Linked DNA regions of Mus musculus: region 1 is linked to region 2. Evidence: chromatin contacts called from public promoter capture Hi-C data. All regions are on one chromosome and are shown on one strand. Each heading gives the region's core, a stretch centred on a gene start, on an enhancer-like site or on the middle of the called end of the contact. The rest is flanking DNA. Distances are from core to core; before and after follow the strand shown. Region 1 holds the start of Tex44 (testis expressed 44). Region 2 holds the start of Psmd1 (proteasome (prosome, macropain) 26S subunit, non-ATPase, 1).

Region 1 (6,600 bases), core at 3,633-6,132, 360 kb after region 2:
CCAACCCTTCCTAGAAGGTAGGCTCAGTAACTCAAGAATGCCTTTGGGGTCCCAGCCCCCACCCACGGGGCTCATTAGACTGTTTCTTCCAAACGAATTTGGTGTGTCTTCTAAGCGGAATTCCCACACCATCTGCTCCTGTGGCTCTGTTTTCTCCATTGCCTTGGTTTCTCAAACAGTCAAGAAAGAGATCTTCAGGGAAGACTCAGGGCAAGTGTTGGCTCCTCGGAGCACCAATATTCAGAGAATCTGGCCCCAGGGACAGCCGGTCCCATAACTCAAGCTTCCAGGGACTTTATCAGGTATCCCCCAAGGTGGCCTCAACAGTAGCCATGTGGGAGGTTTGTGTACTGGCCCCACCACCACCACACCCAAGCTGAGTAAGACCATGGGGAAAATGCTGGCAGGGACCACGGTGCATGAAAAAGCTCCAGATCTGGAGCCAGGAATTAAGGTGGAAAATACAGATCTGCACCCAGGAGTTAAGGTGGAAAATACAGAAGGGTCAGACTCCTAGGGCCAAATCAGGAGTTAACAGCCAGAGGAGGGGTATAAAGAGTGGGAGAGGGCTGGAGCGATGGCTCAGTGGTTAAGAGCACTGAATGCTCTTCCGGAGGTCCTGAGTTCAATTCCCAGCAACCACATGGTGGCTCACACCCATCTGTAATGGGATCTGATGCCCTCTTCTGGTCTGTCCAAAGGTAGCAACAATGTACTCACATGCATAAAATAAATAAGTAAACCTAAAAAAAAAAAATGGTGGAGAGCATAGCAAGATACTTTGGGTGGGTATAAGTGTGCCCTAACCATGCTCACACTGGCAGGTGGAAGCAGTGTGCCCGCCTGCTCTAACTTGTGTGCCTGCCTGCTCTAACTTAGCTACAGGCCCGCGATAAGTTTATAAGATGAATCCTGCAGGTGTTAAGGCACAGGCTTGAAGTCTGCTTTTCTATTTTATCCTATTTTCTATCCTTTTTATTTGTTTGCTTCTTGGACACAGTAAGCCGTACAGGCCGGGCTAGCCTCCTGTTTGCTGCAGTCTTCCTGAGGTAGCTAGCTCCTTGGTTTGCTGAGATGGAGCAGGGTCTCTCAGGTAGCACAGATTTTTCTCAAACTGCAAATGTAGTCAAGAATGACCTGGTACCCCTAATCTTCCTGCCTTCACCTTCCACATCCTGGGTGTCTTAGTCAGGGTTTCTATTCCTGGACAAAACATCATGACCAAGAAGCAAGTTGGGGAGGAAAGGGTTTATTCAGCTTACACTTCCACACTGCTGTTCATCAACAATGGAAGTCAGGACTAGAACTCAAGCAGGGCAAGTAGCAGGAGCTGATGCAGAGGCCATGGAGGGATGTTCCTTACTGGCTTGCCTCACCTGGCTTGCTCAGCCTGCTTTCTTATAGAACCAAGACTACCAGCCCAGAGATGGTCCCACCCACAAGGGGCCTTTCCCCCTTGATCAATCACTAATTGAGAAAATGCCTTACAGTTGGATCTCATGGAGGCATCTCCCCAGCTGAAGCTCCTTTCTCTGTGATAACTCCAGCTGTGTCAAGTTGACACAAAACTAGCCAGTACACTGGGATTACAAGTTTGTGTGTCACTATGCCTGGCTGCACATAGATTTTTTTTTTTAAATTCGTGTGTGTGTGTGTGTGTGTGTGTGTGTGTGTGTGTGTGTTTATGAACTCATGGGCCACGTAGGTGCAAGTGTTCTTAGAGGCAGAAGAAAGTATCAGATCTCCTCTCCTGGAGACTAGGTTACAGGTAGCTATGATCTGCTCTACTCAGATGCTGGGAACCAAACTCCAGTGCGCTGGAAAACCAGCATGTGCTCTTAACTGCTAAGCCATCCCCTCCAGCCCCTTTCTCTCTTTCTCTCTCTCTCTCTCTTTCTCCCCTTTTCTTTCTTTCTCTCAAATACTTACACTCCCCTCCCCAGCCTTTTCTTTCACATAGATCTTTATAGCATTTGAAATGAAATGAGTCAGGAGATGTGGTCTAGTTGCTACTAGTCTTAGGTTTGACGGTCATAAAATGCACCTCATAAAATCAGGCCTGAGGCTGGGGAGGTGGTTCAGTGGGTATCAGTGCTTGCTAAGGATGAGGACCTAAGTTTGAATCCGCAGCACCCCAGTAAAAAGCAGGGCACTGCTGCATATGCACAAGTGTGGTCCTGGCACAGTGAGGAAGAGGCAAGAGAGTCCCTGGAGCTTGTGGCTACAGCTCCAGGGTCAGGGAGAGACCCTGCCTCAGATCCTCCTATAGCCTCTGTGTGTACAAAGAAGTGTGTACTCACTGTTACACACCCCTGTGTGCAACACATCATATCACACACACACACACACACACACACACACACACACATCTCGTTGAAGAGTTTTTTATACAGTTCCACTCAGTTCCCATGATGTGGGGCCTATCTCAGGAAATTAGGTGGAGGGAGCTGAGGAAAGCCGAGGGTCCAGGGAGGGTAAAGAGGGGGACACTGGAGGACAGGACACTCGACAGAAACAACTCAAGGGTAAGCTTGTTCTGGCTGGTGCTTTAGAGACATGTCGCCTGTGTATCATGACAGGTGGCATGGTGACAGTTGCTCACATCACAGCAAACAGGAAGGAGAGAGCATGGCTGGAACCCAGGGTAAGCATGACCTACAAAGACCCTGTGCCAGGGACCTAGTTCTGCCAGCCAAGCCCCACTTCCTTCAGGCTCCACAGACTTCAGAACGACCCTACAAGCTGAGGACTGGGTGCTCAAATACGTAGGCCTGTAAGGAACAGCCCCAATTTAAGCCATCACTTCAGAGAAGGAGCCAGGGACAGGGGACCAGGAGAGGCAGAATGGGAGACAACACAGGAAGGATAGAGGGGGAAGCCTGTGTTCTGTGATGGAACTACTACAGTGTGACCCAGAGCTGCCATTAGGTTGCATCTACAGGCATGGTAAGTCAGTTACCATACTGGCCAGCATCCCTCCACCACAGACCATTGATTATCTTTTGTTGTTTTTAAAGAAAATTTCTTACTATGTAGTCTTGGCTGTCCCGGAGCTTGTTATGTAGACCAGGCTGGCCTCAAACTCACAGAGCCACCTGCCTCTGTCTCAGGAGTGCTGGGATTAAAAGCTTGCACCACCACCACCTGGCCCAAGAGTATAATTGCATTTCTTCTCTCTCTCTTTCTCTCTCTCTCTCTCTCTCCCTCTCTCTCTCTCTCTCTCTCCCTCCCTCCATCCCTCCCCTCTCCCCTCCTTCCCCCCTCCCCAAAACTGAGTTCTCCATGCTAATGAGGTACCTAGAGGCCTGGAGGACTTAGCCAATAAGCTTCCCTTCCCAGACATTCCTCCCTGCAAAAGGTATTTAACCTCAGGTCCACCCGGAGAAGTGGATACAGTACACATCCATTTTCCACCATGAACAGCCAATAAACTGTTTAGAACTGTGGACTGTCTCTTTCAACAAGAGCCACAGTGGGGAGCCATGGGGAAGGCATTCAACTACAGAGCCGCAGCTTAATTCTCCCATAGAAGGTCTCTCTGTGCTCTCAGCCACAACTGCCACCAAGCCTGCCTCCACCAAGCTAAGGACAATATCACCCCCTGGGACAAGCCGGAGCTCCTCCCCCTTCCCCTCCCCCCACCCCAGGCTAGACACTGTCCCCAGCCCACAGCCCGACTCTGTTTTCTGCTCTGCTGAAACTCCCAGCGGATGTCTAAGAGTCTGAGAACCCCACGGCCCAGGCCTCGTTGCAGGCCCAGGGACCCCTGAACCAACTCCAGCTTTTTCCCACCCGGGAGGTGTCTCAGCCCCGGCAGCAGTCACAGTGGCGGTGGCATGGAATAAAGGCAGTCAAACTCCCAGCGTTCCGCTTCCCCAAGAGGCTGTGCCTAGCAGTGGGGCAGTCATGGACCCACAGCCTTGCCCCTAGGAGAGAAGATATAAACATAGACCCAGTTCTCCCTAGGGATGCTGGGGTCCCTAGGGGCATCATCAGATGGTTGCATCTCCTCTTATCCCCAGGAGCAGGAACTACACCTAACCTGGCAACTAGGGTGAGCACAAACACACAAATAGAACCATCCACTCCAATGCTGGGGATGGAACCAGAGCATGCTGGGCAAGTGCGCTACACTCAGCCAAACCCAGTCCCCGGCTACCTTCTTCATACAGTGGGGTTATCTGGGGACCAAGCTCTTCTTAGGATTGCCCTGGAGTCTGTACCCATTAGTGGTGCCCTGCCCTCCCAGCCCAGATGAGCAGGTAGATTGTCCTGTGTCAAAAGGTTAACTCTAGCACTAAGGATAGCCAGCCTAGATGCCGCCCAGGCCCTGGCCTCCACTATTCCTCCTCATTGCTAGAAAAATTACCAAAGAAAGACCGGCCTGAAAGAAAGAAATTGGGGTCCTGAAGTAGCCCAATAGAATAGAGAGATGGTGGGAGGGATAACCTGGTATAACAAATGTCTGTAATCCTAGCTCTTGAGAGGCTAAGACAGGAAGATCAGAGTGGGAGACCAGCCTCAACTACATAACAAGAGCACTGATCCCCTGTCCCCAAAATAAGTTTAAAACCTACTAATTCAAACTCAGCATTACCTTCCTGTATCATGCCCCAAAGTACAGTTCCCGAAACCACTCACAGCCCTGCGGCTGCATCTGCACCTACCTACGTATCTCCATCTTAAACCAAGACAGTTATTCTTCATTTCCTCTGTACCCACTACTCTGGCTATGCAACACCACCTATAGTCAGCTCGCCAGGACAGCCACTCAGCAGACTCAGGACATTCAGGACCCTTGCTCTACAAGTACCTGTGACATCATCAGCTGCCCACAACCTGCTGTGACCTCACCACCTGGACAACTGAGCCTAGCAGGGCCAAGCCACTCCTTCCCAACCACCATAAGTAGCAGGGGGCATAGATGACCGCTGAGCCCTTGGAAGACCCTGAAGCCAGCAGCAGTTCTACACATGATCTTCCCGAGGCCTCCTCGGACAACACAGCTGATGAAAACTCTGCAGATTTACCCGGAGAGTCCGAAGGACCAGACTCCCTGCCCGATGACGTCCCACCAGGAGACATCGACGAAGTGCTAGCTGAACATGATGTAGATCAAACCTCTGAGGCGAAAGCCATCACCACAGAGCAAAATGAAGAGCAGGACTTCATTCGGACTGATACCTTCATGAGACAAGATGAGGACCTGCTCTCCAAGCAGATTTCCACCATCACGGAGAAAAATGTAGACCAGGCGTACATGCAGATTAACACAGTTTTTGAGCAGGATAAAGACCAGGCCTCCATACAGACTGCCACCTTGATGGGACAAGATGAAGACCAGGCATTTTTGCAGATTGTCACTTCTGTGGGACAGAATAAAGATCAGGCCTCCATACAGACTGCCACCTTGATGGGACAGGATGAAGACCAGGCATCTTTGCAGATTGCCACTTCTGTGGGACAGAATAAAGATCAGCCCTCCATGCAGATGGACACCTCCATAGGGCAAGATGTAGAGCCAGCCATCTCCACAGATACAGCAACTTCTGCAGTCAAAGATGAGAGCCCAGATATTCCACATCAGGGCCAGGACAATCCTGAAGAGACCACATCTTTGCTGCCCCAAGACCCAGGTATCCTGCAAGTGTTTGTGGGTTTCCAGAACCCAGTGTGGGACAGGCTAGCTGAAAACAACCGTACAAGTCGGAGCCGGACGGTTTCCCCGAGTGACTCCCAGACCCAGGAAAAGACACTGGGAAACCCGAATGTTCCAGAAGGGCAGCCAGTATTAGTTCCAAATGCTGACGTGCTATCTAACCTGCCTGAACATGTCCAGACTTCGGTGGGAGCTGCTGACCCACCCCCTTCCGATACCAGTGGTCGCGACCCAGAACCCACGCCTACCACCAACTCGGCCAAGCAGGAAGCTGAAGGGTTCAAGGCCTTGAACCCTGGGAGCAAAGCTAGATCGCCAGGGCTGACCAGTGAGGATTCAGCTGCTGACTCAGGTATCCCACCGGATCCACCTGACCCAGGCTCCCCAGGTGGCAGCCCACCCCACTCTCCAGATTTCTACCAGGTGGCCCTGGGCAGGAACCTTCTGGACCCCAATCTGTATAGACCTGATGTGGAGAACGACTACATGCGCTCCATGACCAGCCTGCTGGGTTGTGGAGAGGGCTCCATCAGCTCCCTCACAGACATCCTGGTGTGGTCAGACACAGCCACACGCATGGGTGTGGCTGTGGGCATTCTGGCCTCGGGCTGCAGCTCTCCAGCTGACCGGCTACAAGACGAGGGTCCCCGCCTGCGGACTGTCGCCAGCCTCTTGCGCAGCGCCAGGTCAGCTTTCTCCTCTGGGGTGATGTCTGGAACTGGCTCAGCCCTGCACTCTGTCACGCACCTGCTGGAGTCTGTGGAGAGACGGACTATGGAAGGCATCCGTTCAGCTATGCGCTACCTGGCCCATCATCTCACCTCACGCTGGGCCCGCACTGGCCCCAGTGGTAACTAGACCAGCAAGCCCCCTACTTCTTCCCCAACCCTGCACTAGGTAACTGTCCCCTGCCTTTCAGTAAATAACCACAAGCGTTTATT
Region 2 (6,796 bases), core at 823-3,322:
CTATATATTATCACATACTTCTGTTTTTGCTTTGTTTTTTAATATTTCTGTGTTTTTAATTTATGTATTTGTTTAATGTATGAATGTTCTGTCTGCATGTACACCTGCATGCCAGAAGAGGGCATCAGATCCCTTTATAGATGGTTGTAAGCCACCATGTGCGATTGCTGGAAATTAAACTCAGGACTTCCGGAAGAGCAGCTGAGCCATCTCACCAGCCCGTTGTTTTGTTTTTTTGAGACAGGGTCTCTCTACATAGCACTGGCTGTCCTGGAATTCACTATAGACCAGACTGACCTTGAATTCACAGAGCTCCCTGGCCTCTGCCTTCTGAATGATCGACCACACCCGGCCAGACTTCTGCCTTTTGAAACGTAAAATGTACAGTATTAGCAGTTCCAGGTGTCAAGTTTTAAGTCTTATGGGGGTTCTGGATGTAGTTCAGTTAAAGTGTTGCTTATCTAGCATGCATGAGACCCTGGTTCAGTTGTCAGCGCTGCAAAAAACAGATATTGTGGTGCACACCTGTAATCCCCCGCATTCCCCAATCAGACCTTGATCAGAAGTTCCAGGACCTCCCAGCTACAAAGAAAGCTTGCAGACCACCTGGGCTATTGTATAGGATCCCCCACCCCATTCTCATTGTTTATTTATGATAGACTAGTTCATTCATTATCATAATAAAGTACTGTGAAGTTTTTGTATTTTAGAGACAGGCTTTCTATTTTTAAAGAGGTATTTATTACTTATTTGTGTGTGTCTATGTGCCCATGAGTATAGGTACCTGTGGAGGCCAAAAGAGAGCATCAAACCCCCTGGAGCTGGAGTTACAAGTAGTTGTGAGCTACTCGATGTGGGTGCTCAGAATTGTACTTGGGTTCTCTGGAAGCTTAACCACTAAAGGCAACTCTCCGAACTGCCACCAACCCAGCCTTTTTAAGACAGGGTCTCACAATTGACTCCTCCTTCACTAGAATTCACTATGGAGATGAGGCTGGCCTGGAACTCACAGAGATCTGCCTACCATTGCCTCCCAAGGGGTGTACCACCATGTTTGACACCTGGACAGTCTATTTTTGTGTATGTTCATATTTGGGGGGAGGGGGGCCTTCGCTGGATGAGGCTGTACGAAAGACACAGGCATGGAGGCAAGTTTGTGTCAAACATATACACATGTATATGTATATACACATATATACACATATACGCAAGTAGGCCGGAGGTTGACATTGGGTGTCTTCCTCAATTGCTCTCCCACTCTTCCTTCCCTACCCCCACACTCCTCAAGGTCTTACTTTGTAGCTCTGGCTGTCCTGGAACCCACTTGTAGGCCAGGCTGGCCTTAAATCCACAGAGATCTTCCTGCCTTTTCCTCTGCTTCTTGAGTGCTGTGATTAAGGTGTGAACCACAACACCCAGCCACTTTATTTTTTGGAAACAAGAGTCTCTTACTAGACCAGGAGCTCACCAACCGGCTACACAGGCCGGCCAGCAAGCCCCAGATATCCACCTGCCTTCACCTCCCCCAGCACTGGGTTTACACCGGCCACTGGGAATCCTAACTCAACTTCAGGTCTTCATGCTTTTATGGCAACCACTTAAGCGACCAAGTCGCCTTTCCAGCATTATCCCACCACCACCTTCCCCTACTTTGATAGCAGATCTTTTATAGCCCAGGCTGGCCTCGAATTCAAGATCCTTCTGCCTCAGTCGCTTTTCTAAGAAAATACTTCCCTGTAGTCTTGGGTTGGTGGGCATTATTGCAGTGAGACCTCCATAGCCTTAGGTGGCGCTGCGAGCAATGCTTATACCTCCCCTAACACTCATTCTCTTAGCAATGGCGGGTGATGAGTGGGCCTCTCTTTGCAAGGGTGTCTATTTTGAAGCCTGATTGCAACTAGAAATGAATGTCCGTTCGCAGCCGGCCAGATCTCTGACTTCACGGAGAGTTATAAAAAACAACGACATGTTTTTTTACCTTGTTGCATGATCTCGAGAGGCGGAAGCTGCATAAAAGACACAGCGTGGCGGTGAATTTGAGCCAAGCCTCAGGCGGAGATGCGGGCAGCCCTAGGGCGGGCGGGGTCCTCGGCTAGAAGCGAGCCGGCGGCCTGTGGAGGGGACTGACTGAGCAGCGCACCCGGGACCCTGGAGGTGCGGTAGAGCAAGCGGGCCCTGAGCTGACAGATCCAGGGCTTGGCCAGGACTGTGGACGAGTGGATCGGCGAGTGCAGGGCGCAGCCATGATCACTTCAGCCGGTGAGTGCTGCCGGGAGCAGGCGCCCCAGTGAGGAGCCGCCGCCGCGCCGGCGTTTAGCTGAGTCAGGGCGGGTGACTGGGCACCTCCGGGTCGAGCGCCGGCCTGCGAGGCCCCTCTGCCCGAGGCCCACCTCGGGGATCGAGGGCTGGGAAACTGGCCAGGTCACTGCAGGCCCCTGGGGTTCGTAGGAATAGGACCAGGTAGCCACCCGGCCGTCCCTCTCCAGCCACACCCCCGTTCCAGGACCAGACCGGGCTCCTAGGCGGTCGCTGGACCTTTATTCTCTGTCCGCTTCTTGGTCGAGTGACCCCCCAATCCTTCCCCGCAGGTGTTTCGGTTTGGGATGGGCCCCGGTGTCATCGTAAGCATCTTATAGCAGGTCCTGGCCTGGCAGCCTAACTGCTACACTAAGTGCTTCTGGCTTGTGCATGAGATATCTTCTCCTGGAAGTCCGAAATTAGGTTTGAGGTGGCTGGGTTTTTGGTGCTACCGTATTCACCTAAGAACCTCGTTCAGTGAAGGCAGCATTGACTGGAGAGCCACCTTACTGTGTGTGTTTAGATCCTCAGGACTGCAAAGCAGGTTTCGCACACTTGTATGGTAGATACTTGTAATGGCTTTTGAAATGGGAAGGTGTGGAGGGAGATGAACTTCTACATGGAGATTTTTCAAGCCCACTACAGACTTGAACTGCGTATAGCTGTTCCCAGTCTCGATGCTTTCTCAGCCCTGGCTGCTTGCGTACCCTTGCTTGGTTGTTATTCCTATTCTGTACTTGTTCTACAAGTATTTGATTTTGAACAAACGGGTTCTCAGTAGACAGTATGCTGTACGGTGGGGAGGGTCTCACTGTGTAGCTCTAGCTGTCCTCGAACTCACTGTGTAGACCAAGCTGACCTCAAACTCACAGAGATCTCCTGCCCCTGCTTCCTAAATACTAGGATTAAAAATGTGTAGTGTACTACTACACTCTGTGCTGGTTATTTTTAAACACGTGAAGAAGTGTTTGGACTTGAAGTTAGACTTTTGTCCTGATAGAGACAGATGATTGCAATGAATTTTAGTTCCCATCAAAAGAAGCATTTTCTTTTCTTTTTTCCAATTAGCTCTGGAGGAAAATACTAGATTTTTTGCCACTTGTAAGAATAGGCTTAGGCCCCGCCATTACCACTGGTCTTCAAAGTGGTGGCTTCACTGATCATAGTTGTGTGGGTGCTTAATAGAATACTGTTAGGGTGGACGCAGAGATAGCCACCTCATTTGGAATGTGGTCCAGGCCACCTTTGTCTCTTGCCTAGGCTATGAGCCTCAAGACTTTTCTTTTTTTTTCCCCAATACTTTGTCTAAGCTCATTCCTCTAGTTCCAAATTTGCTTTGGGAACTTTGTGTAGCATTTCTCATTCCCATTACATCGTAAACATGCTATACTTTTTGTTCGGCCTCTCTCCTACTTAAGAGTTCTTGTACATTCTGTTCCTACTCTAGCCTTTTCTCTCACGAGGTGTTGTAAATCTCCAGTGTTCATCTCGACTTTATCCCTCTATTAGAAACACTAACTGGCATCACAGTTCTGTAATGACCATGTTAACTTGTCTTAATCTGTTACACTGAACTCCAGAGTAGAATTTTGGTCAGGAGACCTGCTTCCATAATTCTAAGGACACTGCCGAGTGTGTGGCAGATGTTAAACAGTGTGCCTTGAATGAAGACATCAGTCCCCTGAGTTTTTAGAGCTGACTGAAAGAGGACTTGGTAGGAATAGACAGAAAAATCAACCCTCCTTGCTGTGTCAGGACTGCAAGCTTTGTGGTCCTGCCCTGAAACACTGAGACGATAACATAGTATACATTTATAGGTATCCTTTATGTTTATAGAGCACATTAGCTTCTGTTCCTTTTTGACACTTTGTTTCCAGTCAGCTCTAGTTAGCTAGTTTAGGACCTGGGCTTAGGATCTCTCCCCAGCACTACAAAGGCCAGAGTCATGGGTCTAGTCTTCATTCATTCACTCACTGGGCACATGTGTTTGCTAAAAGCAATGGTGACTAAGAGGTCAGTGTATACCATTTTGTTTTGTTTTGGTTTTTCAAGAGATTTGACTATGAAAGGGAATGGGAACAAAGACATTATTAGTACTTATTCACTAGAAGGAAGCATGAATTTGAGTGGATTGGATTTAGCAAATAGAGGAAGTAACACAGACAAGCTTTAAAACAATAGTTTTCTACCATCTATCCTCTTCTGACCTCCTGGATTGACCATTTTCAACTTTTAAGTAATATTTCCAGGACATACCTCTATATTGATAAATAATATGAAAATATTGCTATTAATTGAGTCAACAATTAAAGACAGTATCTACTAAGTTTCTATAATGACATAAGCTCTTATTTTTATTTATATTTATTTATTTTATGTGTGTGAGTGTTTTTTACCTTTGTGTATATATGTGTACTACCTGTGTGGCTTGGTACCTGTGGAGGTCAAAAGAGGGCATCGGATCCTCCAGAACTGGAGTTATAGGCGGTTGTGAGCTGTCATAGGGTGCTGGGATCTGAGCACTGGTCCTCTGTAAGAGCAACCAGTGCTCTTAACCACTGAGCATCTCTCCAGCTTCACTTCATGCAAGTTTTTAAAAAGCGCTTAGGTTAGGAGTGACAGAGATGGCTCAGTAGTGAAGAGGACTTGTTGCTTTTGCAGAGGACCTGGGTTTGATTCCCAGCACCCACGTGGTGGCTCACAGTTATCTCTAGTTAACTCTAGTTCTTGGGGATCAGATGCCCACTTCTGGCTTCTGTGTGAGCACTGAGCACACACAGTACACATACATACATGATGACAGAACATTCGCATGTAGAATAAAATAACGTTTAAAAAAACCGCACTTAGGTCTTCACCTATCCAAAGTTGAATTCTGTTTTGTCTTTATATAGAAAAATTAGTGTAGGCGTACATAGCATATTTGATTTAGCCATGCTCATCATTGAAGGCTGTGCCAGGAAACCATGTAAGAAACCAGTCACAGTTGAAGCTACACAGGAAAGTCCAAAGATCCATCTCCTCTGGTTTAAAAAAAAAAAAAGTCATTCCAGTGCAACATTGCCTGTGCTAGGTAACAAGTGTCTTTAGGATTAAGTTCTGTGTTACTTAAGATCATTCCACATGTCAGCTGTTCTGGTCTGCCATCTGGACCACATCCCCCCACCTATACACACTAGTTATTAAGTATTTCAATAGTCAATTGATTTAATTTAACATTTATCTTTCCTTCTCTTTTTCTGAATGTGTCATAACAACCCACCATACCAAGGTTTCCACTTTTTTTTTTTTTTTTTTTAAACTTGGTTTTTTGAGACAGGGTTTCTCTGTGTGGCCCCGGCTGTCCTAGAACTCTCTATAGACTGGGCTGACCTTGAACTCAGAAATCTGCCTGCCTCTGCCTCCCAAGTGCTGGGATTAAAGGCGTGCACCACCACTTCCCAGTGGTTTCCACTTTTAGAACAGTAAGTTGCCTTCATTTTACTGCTAAACCTTGTACTTTTTCCTTTGTGGCTTCCCCCAAACTGCTAGAGCTGTTTGCAAAATTTATTTAGCAGGTGGAAGCAAGTGGTTACACCTTTGAAATAAAATGACAGGGACACATTTTAATTAACCAGTTTCAGTGTTCCAGATGATTTTATAACCAATACGGAAAACATATTTGAGAAAATTTGGTTTTATTTATGGTACAAGGACAGATTTCCCATTTATCATTTTCCTAGTAATCTCAGTGTTGTTCTGGAGAAGACAGCTTTCTTTTAGTCTTGTTACTGCTGGCCCTCTGAGGATGAGGTGAGGTGGCGGGCGCTGTGCTTGCTAAGATTGCTTATCACTTGGTAACCTCTGTCCTTTGTAGGCCAGCACCATGGTTGAGTGGGTAAGGGCTTTTGCCTCCAAGCTTGGTACCTGAATTCAGTTTCTGGAACCCAGCTAGCAGGAGAGAACTGATTCACACAAGTTATAAAAGTTGTACGCACTGTGATGTGTGCTCACACACAATAAACAGATAAATATAAAAATAAATATTTACAGTCTGTTATTTTTGATAGGCAGAGGGTACTTTAATTTGGGCACACTGAAATAATTGAAATGTTACTGTTTTTCTAAGTTATATTACTTTAATTTTTGAGTCAAGGTCAGGCTCAAACTTGAGATTCTCTTGCCTTCACCTCCACAATGCTAAGATTACAGTATGGACCACCATAGTCAGCAATTATTGGTTAATTTTGTGTAAATAAATTTTATTCTAACGTTGTATAAAATTTTTCCCAGCTTGGTCTTACATAGGTAAGAGTAGTTATTGGACTGTAGTAAGCACAAGAACTACAGGGAAACTTTATCCCTGGGTCTTAACCCCATATTGTTTAATAAAGAAGTTCTGGGACAAAACCAAGAATTTGCACTTGTACTAAGTTCCCAAGTAATTGTAATGCTGTTGGACCAAACACCATACTTTTAAAACAGTTGGGCTAGGCAAAAGATGATACATCAGAGGCTG

The links. Promoter capture Hi-C pulls out the DNA fragments that hold promoters and counts their contacts.
Region 1: a contact with region 2 is called in a promoter capture Hi-C map of pre-B cells, with 3 times the contacts expected there. The contact joins the promoter of Tex44 here to the promoter of Psmd1 in region 2. A contact is called at or near these places in 7 of 39 promoter capture datasets (the HPC-7 cell line, HPC-7-derived erythroid cells, embryonic stem cells and 3 more), 8 of 484 Hi-C or Micro-C datasets (the Ba/F3 cell line, CD4 T cells, the G1E-ER4 cell line and 4 more) and 6 of 115 datasets of contacts at active chromatin or transcription factors (the HPC-7 cell line, bone marrow-derived macrophages, embryonic stem cells and 2 more).

What each region holds. Positions count from the first base shown.
Region 1 is chr1:86,421,447-86,428,046 of GRCm38.p6, forward strand. Tex44 (testis expressed 44) reads left to right here and starts at 4,883. Exons shown (of 1, transcript NM_027966.1): 1 at 4,883-6,600. The coding sequence starts at 4,925. The coding sequence ends at 6,517.
Region 2 is chr1:86,062,547-86,069,342 of GRCm38.p6, forward strand. Psmd1 (proteasome (prosome, macropain) 26S subunit, non-ATPase, 1) reads left to right here and starts at 2,073. Exons shown (of 25, transcript NM_027357.2): 1 at 2,073-2,259. The coding sequence starts at 2,244.